Regions from separate parts of the Sus scrofa genome. Here region 1 is linked to region 2. Evidence: chromatin contacts called from public Hi-C data. All regions are on one chromosome and are shown on one strand. Each heading gives the region's core, a stretch centred on a gene start, on an enhancer-like site or on the middle of the called end of the contact. The rest is flanking DNA. Distances are from core to core; before and after follow the strand shown. Region 1 has its middle 37 kb from the start of RHOU. Region 2 overlaps LOC102163174 (a long non-coding RNA gene).

Region 1 (5,470 bases), core at 2,023-4,522, 83 kb before region 2:
TGCTGGGATGTACTATCCCTGAAGACCAGAAACAGGGGCAGCTCTAAACCTGACATGCAGTTGCTGGAGCCACCTTCCCAGACAAAGCCATGTCCCTTGAGGCCCCACCCAACCATCCCCTCCAGCCATCCCCAATGTGCCTGCTGACACAGGTGACGTAGGCAGACCTGCATGTGGCCTCTGAGCCAAGGTCTGGGTTCAGGCCCATGTCTGTGGGATCTCTGCGGGTCATCAGGACCCCGCCCCTCTCTGATTCTTCTGCCCAACAGGAGGCAGAGCTTCAGAGGAAAGACTTTGAACCCACTTCTGAGCCTCTGTCCATGCCTCTCCAGAGACGGTGTTCTCTCTGGCTCTCAACCTGATGGCTTGCCCACTCTGAATCAAATTGCTGTGGAAACCCATCCACAAGCTTACAGTCCAAGTCTGGTGTTTTGCCTGTGCTTTTCTGAAAGGCTGCAGCTTTTCTGTTGAAAGGATGACTTTTTTTTTTTTTTTTTTTTTTTTTTTTGCTTTGCTTTTTAGGGCCACACCTGTGGCATGTGGAGGTTCCCTGCCTATGGATCTAATTGGAGCTACAGTCAGTTACAGACGCCGGCCTACACCACAGCCACAGCAATGCAGGATCTGAGCCAGGATCTGTCTGCGAACTACACCACAGCTCATGGCAAATCTGGATCCTTAACCCACTTAGCGAGGCCAGGGATCAAGCCTGCAACCTATGGTTCCTAGTCGGATTCGTTTCTGCTGTGCTACAACGGGAACTCCAAGATGTCCTTTTTCTTTTCAACCTGATTCTCTTGAAGGGAGTGATGACTGGACCCTCCCCTTTCCACTTAAGATAATTTCATTGCACTTATCAAGATCCAGACATAGATTACTCTCGCTAAATTTCTGGTCTGCAGGGCTGTCTGGAGGCCAAAGGTCATCTGAGTAGGTGGGTGGGAGTGGAGGAGGAGAATTTGGGCCCAAATCACCCGCTTCTCATTTGCATCTTCTCTGCTCTTGGCCTCATCTAGACAAATGCTCAAAGAAGTTCAGTCATTCTTGGTTATAATTGAAAAGAATTTATGTGCAATGCTACAAAGGTGTTTTAAAGGAGTCAAGTCCTCAATTTCAGAGCAAGTATTTCAGATTGTGGAATTTCAGGCCCTGGGAAGGTAGTGGGGGTGGGGTGTTGAGGGAGCAGGGAGGAGATGGGAAATGCAGGTAGAATTTAGAAGTAAAAGCCAGAATCCCTAGCCTCATTTTGCTCCCAATTAATTAGACCATGGAACATTTAGGTTTTTCATTTGTTTTTGGTTTTTTTTTTTTTTTTGAATTTACATCTTAATTGCTTTACCTCAGGAATCATAATTATTCTGCTTTCTGGAATCAACAAACCACTTAGGAGTTCTGCTTCCTAAAGCAATTTGAAAAGGTCATTCATTCAATCAACAATCATTCATTACACGCCAACCGACTGCCCAGTGTGCATTAGACTGCACCCAGCCCACACACTGAGTGTGGCTCACAGCAAATGAGATCTAGCCATTCTCACCTCCAGGAAACCAGGAGAAATGCTGGCAGTCCTGGGGCGAGCCCACTGGCCAGCCCTGCTCTTGGCTTAGCATGACCAGACAGTCTGTGTTCTCAAAGCATTCCTTCCTTCCTTGCTACATAGCAGTCACATCACTGTGCCTTCTACTTGTCCCCTGAGTGAGGGGACTCTTACAGGGACCCTGCGGAGGTTTGTTTCCTCCAGGCACTGTGGTCCTTGGCTCTGCCTGGCTTTGCTGACGCAGCCCATGTGGTGTGATTCTGGCGCAGGACCTAGTCTCAGGTCAAGTGTCTGTCTCCTGCTCAGTTCCCAAAGGCTCCAGAGTGAAAGCGTGTGACTAGTGCAGCTGGTCAGAGTGGAGCGGACTTTGGAGAGGGAAGCTTGGAGACTTTGGGGAAGGGACAGCCACTTCTGGGCTCCCTGCATCTTCAGCTGGATAGCTGGGAGTGGAGAAGAGCTTCAGCAAGTGGGAGGGGAGGGAAGGCTCGGGAGCCTCGCAGGCCTCTCAGCAGCTGCTAGTCCTTACAGACCAAGCCTCACTGAGACTGGTATGTGGCTCTTCACCCAGGAGAGCTCCTGCATCTCCACTGAAGCCCAGAGTCACCTGCCCCCAGCAGGAGGGACCTTCAAGCCTCAGCTCCCAGATGGTCCTGGGCCGCCTCTGATGGTAGGAATTCCTCCTGAGCTGAGGCCACTGGCAGTGGAACTGGTCCCTCAACTCACCCACTTGGTTCCGTCCACAAATGTCTGTTAGGCATCTATCTCCATGTGCTGGGCACCCTTCTACACCCAGAGCCAACGAAACAGATCTGGAAGCCTTTATTATCTCATTAATTATATGCAAAAAACAGCATCAAAATTAAATTTTGGTGCATTTAAATTTGGTGCAATAATGGCTACAAATGATACCCTGGGAAGGATTTGGTGGAGGGTGGGCGGTAGGCAGGGAACCATCCCTGAGGAGGTGACGAGGACTGGGGCTGAGCAGTCCAGGCAGAGCAAAGAGCAAATGCCAAAACCCAGGGAGGGCCTGGAGAGACCTGAGACAGGAAGAGCCCTGCGGGGGTAGTGGGCAGGGCCTTGACACTGACAGGCACTGATTTTACTGTTTTATTTCCGCAGCCTGACCTATACTTTAAAACCTGGCTTCTGCTGTTTGGGGGACCAGGCTGTGAAGGAAGAAGGGAACAGTAGAGGTGGCTACAGGGCAGCGCTGACGGCGAGGAATCACTGGTTCTGCCTCCAGACTGGGGAGCTGGCAGGACCTGCCAACAGCCAGGAGGAGTAAGGGGGTACCCCTGGGCAGAGATGAGAAGGCAGGACCACAGCACAGCTGGAGAGATCAAGATGCGTCCTGGCAGATGAGATGGAGGCTCGTCAGCATCCTAGGTGTTGAGTCAGCAGCTCAGGTGACTTAGGAGGTCTGGCAAGAGGACTTTCTGACCAGTCTTGACCAGCAACATCAGTGTACCAGGCCCAGGCCAGCCCTGTCCAAAGTCCTTGCCACAGAGATGGCCTGGGATGGCCCATGTCCTCCCAGCCTCCTGCCTCGGTGCTGCGCAACCCCAGCCACCTGGTGACCCGAGAGCCTCAGGCCAGAGGGGCCACCCAGGTCGCCACCCTGGCCTCCAGTCTGGCTGGCTGGTGCAGGGTGCATCTCAGGCATCTGCAGATAAGCAAGGGCAGGGAGGCCCTGGGCTCCCCACCCAGCATTTGAGTCCCTGCACGGCCCTCACAGGCCCGACCCTTTGGAAAAATGTGCTGGACACTCTTGGGTAATCAGCAGCCCCACTGTGACGTAACCCACTGCATCTGCAAAATAAGCAAAGTTTTTGTGCTTTCTGCTTCCCATGTGTGAGTGTGTGTGTTTTTAATCAACTTGTGCAGTTGTAAAGGCACTTAATGAGAGCTGTAAACTGCGGAGTGGCCTCTGTGCAAACAGCTCTCAGCTCTGACCCAAGGCTGCCCAGGGGACATCCTCAGGGGGCTTCTGGGAGCCCACCGCTTTGATGTAGGCACAGGGCTGGGGCAGGGCAGAGGCGCCGGGAAGGGGCTGGTTGACATCCGGTGCCCATTACACTCCCCTGAGGGGCCCAAGCTTCCCCTCAAACATGGAAGCAAAAGTGACAGTGATGTGGGGGGCCTGGCGGATCAGGAGCCCCCCACGTTGCACACTGGTGGGGGAGGTGGGCCAGGGGCCTCCTGTATTTCGGCCCTTCCTACAGACAAGAAGGAAGTGGGACTTGGCGTGCCTGTCTGTCAGCTCCTTGCCTGCCTTCTCTCCACACTTGGCTCAGATACTGGGTTTAGGGGCCACATGGCAGGAAGTCCACAACGGCCCTGCTGACGGAAACCAGAGCGGGACCTGGACAGGCCTGACAAGAGGTGGGGGAAGGACCCTTGGCCGGACCATGGCCAACTCGAAACAGGGGGTCTCTCTGCTCCAGGGAGACGTTGTCTATCATAAATCCAAAGTGCTCCAGAGCTGAAGACGACTGTAGAAATCAGGTCGTGCAATGTCTGTTTTACTATGAAAAAGACCCAGGAAATTGAGGCAAATTTCCTGGAATGCTAACAAAGGCAGGACTAGACCCAATTTCCTGATTCTTCAGTCCTGGGAATTTTAAATTTTATGGTACATGAAATATATCTCAATAAAGCTATTTTTAAAAGTAGTTGGAGTTCAAACTAATCCAGATTTTCCTTCGCGTGCACTGTATGCTGCTGTGGGAAAAGAAAATTCACCCTTTGTTCACACACTCTGAAATCATACAGCACTTGCTGTCAGAGAATTGAGTAGCCAGTGGTCCCGGAGCCCACAGGAGGATCAGCAGAAAAAAAAATCATACTTTTCTCCCGTGGGTCTTAGACTGATACTTTACTTTTTTCTCTTCTAGCAATCCAAAGTTTTTTCCATTTTTATTTCAAGCCCATAATAACTCTATTAATTCTCACTAAGTACTTCCAAGTATAAATCCTGCTGGGCTTGCTTTAATGAGAAGAATCAATTTTATTTATAACTAGCAGTATTCATTTGAAATAAGCATTCTTCTTGCATCCTTTAAAACCTGACTGAAATGAGTCTTCCAGAAAGAGTTTATATCAACACCCTCTTAAGTATGCATTCTTAATTGTAGCCATTTTTTTATTCTTCATACCAAAAAATGTTCATCTGCATACTATATCCACCACTAATTTGCATTTACTGACAGTGTTCAAATCCTATATACACACATCAGCAACAACAAATTGTTACAGGGTCCTAGCCAATGAACTGGAATAGTGACATTTTATTAGTTTTAATGCAACAAAATTCTGTGCTCCAAATCTTTTGCTGTATTAAGATCATTTTGTTTTCCATAGTTATTAACTGTAAAGAAGGAAATCCAATACACAGAGTTCCCTGATGGCTCAGTAGGTTAAGGACAAGCATTGTTACTGCTGTGGTTCAGGGTACAGCTGTGGCTTGGATTCGATTCCTGCCCAGGAAACTTCCACAAGGCCTGGGCACAGCAAAACAAAACAAAACAAAACAAAAACCCAGTGCATTGAGATAAATATTCTTTCCTAATCTTATTAATCAATTATGGGTGATTATCTACTGCTTGAGGCACAAAAGGGCATTGCAGTGTTTCTATAATACGGCTCTACATTTTTTCTTTCTATAGGAAGGTGGGGGGGTTCTATGGCCGTCTGAGTGAGGGTGGGCTTGTGAGGTTTTGCTTTATTGACTGTGGTGGAAGTGATCCCGTGGGACTTCCAAGGCCAGATCCTGAAAAGCCAGGTGGCCTCCTCCTTGTCCCCTGGGTGCCCCCACTCTTGGTGTTCTGAGAGGCATATAGGTGACAAGAATCCTGACTTCCCCAAGCCCACTGTGCTGTGAAGACCACAAGCCTGATGGGACACCACGTGGACATGCTACCTCGGGCTTCC
Region 2 (5,515 bases), core at 2,371-4,870:
GAAAGAAAAGAAAAACTGGCAGAAATAACCATGTTAAATGCCTGCTTTGACTGGGCAGATGGCTTTAAACATTTTATGCAACAACTCACAGTAAGAAAGACGTTTTACTAGAGTCTAGCTCTCTCTCTTTCTCTCTCTCACACACACACAAACACACCTCATAACTATAGGTGATGTACTCTGATATTTTCTATTCTATTTTTTATATGTAATTTTTAATTGAGGTCTAACACACTGTGATAAAGTGCACAAATCTCAAATGTGCAGCTCAATGATTTTTGTAGGGTTCTCTAATCTTTTTTTACACATAGTTTTATTGAGATATGATTTACATATCACAACATTCACCCAAGTGTACAACTCAATAGTTCTCAGTATATTTCCAGAGTTGTACAACCATCACCATAATCTAATTTCGGAACTTTTAGAATTTTCATCAGCTCAAAGAGAAACCTCATACTCAATATCTATTCTATTTATGTATTTATTTATTTATTTTTATTGTTTTGACCACACTTGCAGCATGTGGAGGTTCCCAGGATGGGGATCAAACCCATGCCATGGCAGTAACAGGAGCCGCAGCAGTGACAGTCCTGGATCCTTAACCCACTGAGCCACCAGGGAACTCAGACATATTTATTTTTTTAATACCAATCATGACTCACCACATTTATTTCATTAGTGGGTCATAACTGCAGATGACAACACCAGTGTCAGACTTTTCACTAACATATCTCATTTATTCCTCACAAGAGCCCTAAAAGACAGGTATGAATGTGCCCACGTTGAAGGAGAACCAAGGGGCAGAGGGTCACAGGAACTCCAAGCTTCCCCAAGGGACAGAGGTGGAAGTCAAAGCCAGTTGCAGACTCACGAGAGCCACCATCCATCCCTGAAATAGGGAGGCTGGTCCAGGGCAAACCAGCCCCACAGGCCCACATAACAGGGAGATTCTGGGCTTGGCCAGCAAGGTAACTCACTGCCCCAAATGGATCAAAGTCAGAGAGGTTGCCAGACAACCTGAATTCAAGTCTCACTGATGCAGAACTCAGCAGTGGCATTTGTCATCTGTGGGGCTGGGTGACACCACAGCAGGATTTGGGAGATGAGCTTGAGAAGCAAACAAACAACATAAAACCCCTTCAGGGATATTGCTGCCTCAAAGGCCTTAATTGAGTAGCTGATGACCATGTTTCAGAGGCTGTAAACCATTAACGTATACATATTTTTATAACATTAAACTATTGTTACCATTAAAATTTAGGGCAGTTTCAATCAGACAAATGTTGAAAAATCCTACAGAATGACTGATATACAGCATGTTGTGAATAAGTTCAGTTGAAAAGTTCATATCTTCTCTTAGAAGCCCAACCCCTCAATAAGCCAAAGGATGGGGGGAGGGTCAGTGCCATGGGGGATGGAGGGTATGTATGTGTCTGCGTGTATGTCAGTGTGTGCCTGTGTATCTGTGTGTGTGTGTGTCTGTGTGTGTGTCTGTGTCTGTGTGTGTGTGTATCGGGAGAAGGAGCACTCAATCCTCACCTCCACTCAGAATGATCCAGAGGCTTCAGACGTGAAGTCACAGACAGACACACTTCTGCCCAAGGTGCCACGAGTTATGTGGACACAGATGCTACATACTTGCCCACTGGCTGCAGGAGAGGCTCGACCCAACAGCAGAGGGTAGGAAAACCCAGAGAGCATGGGTCTGTGTCTCTGACAAACTGAGCCATCCCGAGGATGTTTGAGCCCTGAAGGACCAGGGCAGGGGGTCCAAGGGGCAAAAGACAGGGTGCAGTCCTCCACAACACATGTCAGGGCATTAATGAGCATATCTTAGGCATCTACCACTGAGGTGTAGAAGACAGCGGAGGCCATTAGGGGAGGAAAATGTATTAAAATGAGCTTCCCCTTCCACTCCAGTCCTACCCCATTTCTACACTCCTATAAAGAACTAAACCAGGGTCCCATGGAGGTACCAGCTTCTTGTTCTATAAGTGGAGTATACTCGTCCATTCAACAAGCATTGCTTGAGCACCTTGTAAGTGCCACCAACTGGGGTGGAGAGCCAAGAGCTGTTTCACTCTCCCCTAGAAACTCTCTACTGGTCCCAGCCTGGGTAGGTCATTATGAGAGCCTACAAGACCCTCTGAGCACAGCTGTGCCAGGCCTCCCCGTCAAACACCAGGTCCAGGATCCAGCAGAAAAGCGGGAAAGAGATGGACGCAGGACCAGGGAGGCAGCATTGGCCAGAGCAGGGCAATGCTCCATGACTAATGTGTCCAGCCTTATCACACACTTGCTCCGGAATGGGCTCATTCACAGCCCCCATGGCCAGAAGGGTTCCTGCTGCAAGACGCAGTACAGGGTCAAAGGGCATAGCCTGATCCCATAAAACAGGACAGGGCTGGTCTTGGTAGGGTTGAGCCTCCGCCCCTAGAGCAGGGGAAACTGATACTGACAGCCATGCAGTGCGGGGGCACCCAGATTCCTCAGGATCCTCAGACCCAGGTGCCTCTGCAGCAGATCTCCCCAGGAGATCCTCTGAACCTTTTAAGGGTAGAAGCGAGTCTGGCTTCTTACAAGCTCCACTGCAGGCAGCAGAAGTGGCCATATGTGGAGAAGGAGAGGATTTGAGGCAGAGGTCAGCCAGCCTCTATGCAGCCAGGAGGCTCAGGGCCTGTTCCAGAGGCCAGGCCTGGGGCCGAAAAGGGGCTCCAGCAGGAAGCCACACTCAAGCGCCCTCTTTGGGGATGCCTTTGACCCTTCCCTCCATCAACCTGGACCTGAACCATTCCCAGACCCATGCTGAGCCTGGACACCAAACCCGACCTTCCTCTGATCCAACCGCCACCACTGCTCCCAGTGCCTGGTTGTCCAGGTCTGGTGGGGATGGACGCCACCAGGGTGATGACCCATGGCACTGCCAGGTCTGCATACTGGGCTGGAGGCTAGACTCTTGTGACATCGCACATCTCTGGTGGGGTGGGGATGTAAGAGGCTTGCAGCTAATCTGGCCTTCCAAGTGACAAGAACACGCACCTGAGCGGTGAAGCAAGAGCTGGAAAGGGTTTACCTAGCCTTCCTTCCACCTTCTGCTTGCTCATCCCCTCCTCTAGTTGTTCTGGCCCCACAGATGGGCAGGGGGCCACTTCAGTGTCACTTCAGACTGTCACTGCAGGCGACAGTCCCCAGCCTTACACACAGGCCCGGAGCAGGGCCCAGGGAGAGGAAAAGGAGACTGGGGGTCAAGGAGAGAAAAGGTCAGGGCAAATGGTGGGTCCCCAAATCACCCCAGTGGGTAGCGAGGATCTCTACCACCCACTGACTCCGCCAGCCTCGCCTGAGGGCAACCTCCCCAGGCCTAAGAGGGATGGAGCCCAAGGAAACAGAGCCGAGCTGACCATAGGACCGTATGACTACAAAGCTCAAAGACTGCAAAGCTCAAAAGCAACACAGCTTTCTGCTTCTTAAACGTCTGTGTGCACAAGGGCGCAGTGGAGCTTCCCGCCCAAGGAGGCTCCATATCCCACCCGACTCCGCGGGCTCTCTGAAGAGGTCTGGACCCAGCGCTTCTAGCCTGAGCCTCTGCCTAGAGCTGGACGCGGCCACTTAGCGCCCCCTGCCGGCGGCTCCGAGAGCGCAGTGCACGCGGTAGGACCCGCGCAGCAAGGAGGCTTCACCAAGAACTGAGGGCAGCCGCCCTGTTCCAGACCGCTCTGGGTTTTGAACACGTCACTCTGCACACTCAAGAGGAAAAAGGGGAACAGTTCAAATGAGAGTTGTCCCTAAGATGTGAATGACCTTTCAGATTGAAAAGTCTCAAAGGCAAGTAGACTGTGTTCCCACGGTCTGAATTCAAAACACAAAAGACCAGAAATGAGATCTGATCCTTGACTAAAAATAAAACAACAGTAAAAAAACATACAGAGATGGACAGGAAATGTTAACGGAAAGAGTATTTGCACCTTTTCTTGTGCCAGGCACTGTTCCAGAGCTCTGCACTATCTGATTTACCCATCATCATGCTCCTAAAGATGACATAATTATTAGTCAATTTAGCAGATGCTGGAGGTGGGGCACAGGGGTGGGGAGTAACTTGCAAGAGGCCACATCACCAGAAAGGCACAGACAGAAGAGAAACAGCCAGCAAGGGCCATGGGGACAGAGCAACTGCTTAGGGAACAGATTCTCTGGGTGTGCAGAGACATGACCCCACCCTGAATATGCAGGGACACGACCCTATCCTGAGTGTGCAGGGATGGGGACCTCACCCTGAGTATGCAGGGATATGACCTCACCCTGAGTGTGCAGGGACAGGGACCCCACCCTGGGCATGCAAGGACAGGGATGCTAGAGTGGCAGGTGCTTTTATGTCTACTGCTCCTTTCTATTCTTCTTCCCTTTGTGACTGAAAACCAACCAACCAAGGAAGTGTTTGTGGGTCCACAGTGAGGTGACCCCTGTCCCCATGGCAGAGAGGAAGCACCACCCAACCTCCTGGAAGGGATCCTACCCCTGCACCGGGGCACCCGAGGTGACTTTACTGCACTCAGGTCCCTCTGGGCATTTGTACCGAGATGTAGAGACATCTGAATCTCCCTCACAGATCTGAGTCTCTGCCAGGTCTTCTTTGCCATCTTGTTTTCTAAAAGAAACGAGGTTGTCCTTACCTGCCCAGCAGGAGAAGTAAATGAGCTCAGGGACAAAGTTCACCCTGGCTGAGCCTGTGTGACGCCTGACTCTTCCATAAAACACAAATCTGCTGGCGCAAGGAACAGAAGAGGACAAAGAGCAGTCACGTCATGGGCTCCTGGCGTCAGCTTTTAGGCGGAGGAGCAGGTGAACCAGGTGGAGGCCAGAGGCCAGGCAAGGAACACAATTAAACCTTGAAACCGACAGTACCCGGGGACCCTCTCCTCCACTCTCAGGGGCAGGACCCAGGGTGACCTTCTGATGTGTCCCCATATCATGCCAGGGCACAGCAGAGATTTGGCAGCTGGCCATAGCACAGCCGTGCCAGGGACAGGCTAGGAACAAAGCACAAAGGAGAAGGAAGGAACAAACCAGTCTTGTCCCCTGTTCAGAGGGCGCCTTTGTGTTTATCCAACACAACAGGATCGTTGCATTAAAGACTCAGCACTACCATCAAAGTCAAACCTCCCAGTCCAGGACCTGGGCGACAGGCTGGGCCAGCCCCGCACCCCCATCGCCGCCCCTGGTCCTGTGGCAGGAAGAAGCCCACTGCCAGGAGCTGCAGGAGGGCGAGTGGCCTGGGCAGTGCCCACCCACTCGAGCAATCAGCGCCTGCCCCTGGTGTAAGCAGAGTGGGCCTCCGGAAACCAGCTGGAAGGGAATTTTGAGGCTGAGCTGTCACTGATTTATGGGGGTCTTTCAGGGCCAGAATGACACCATCCACCCTCAACCTACCTCCTGCTAACTTAGATTCTCAGGGCTTTAAATCATGGTGACAGCCCTGCAGGCACTCAGTGGAGGAGGGGGGACATTTCCCAGG

What was found. A called contact is a pair of places that touch in the nucleus more often than the background predicts.
Region 1: a contact with region 2 is called in a Hi-C map of liver, with 1.7 times the contacts expected there. The contact joins two enhancer-like sites. A contact is called at or near these places in 3 of 47 Hi-C or Micro-C datasets (brain, epiblast stem cells and liver).

The regions. Positions count from the first base shown.
Region 1 is chr14:60,638,208-60,643,677 of Sscrofa11.1, reverse strand. No RefSeq gene overlaps it. Among named protein-coding and RNA genes, the nearest start is that of RHOU, 37 kb to the left of the region's middle. Within about 2 kb of position 3,272, at least 19 of the 83 cell types and tissues checked have an H3K27ac peak or open chromatin away from gene starts, as enhancers often do. A contact at or near this core is called in liver, where this site is marked.
Region 2 is chr14:60,555,931-60,561,445 of Sscrofa11.1, reverse strand. The region is part of intron 2 of LOC102163174 (a long non-coding RNA gene); the gene reads right to left. Among named protein-coding and RNA genes, the nearest start is that of RAB4A, 30 kb to the right of the region's middle. Within about 2 kb of position 3,620, at least 30 of the 83 cell types and tissues checked have an H3K27ac peak or open chromatin away from gene starts, as enhancers often do. A contact at or near this core is called in liver, where this site is marked.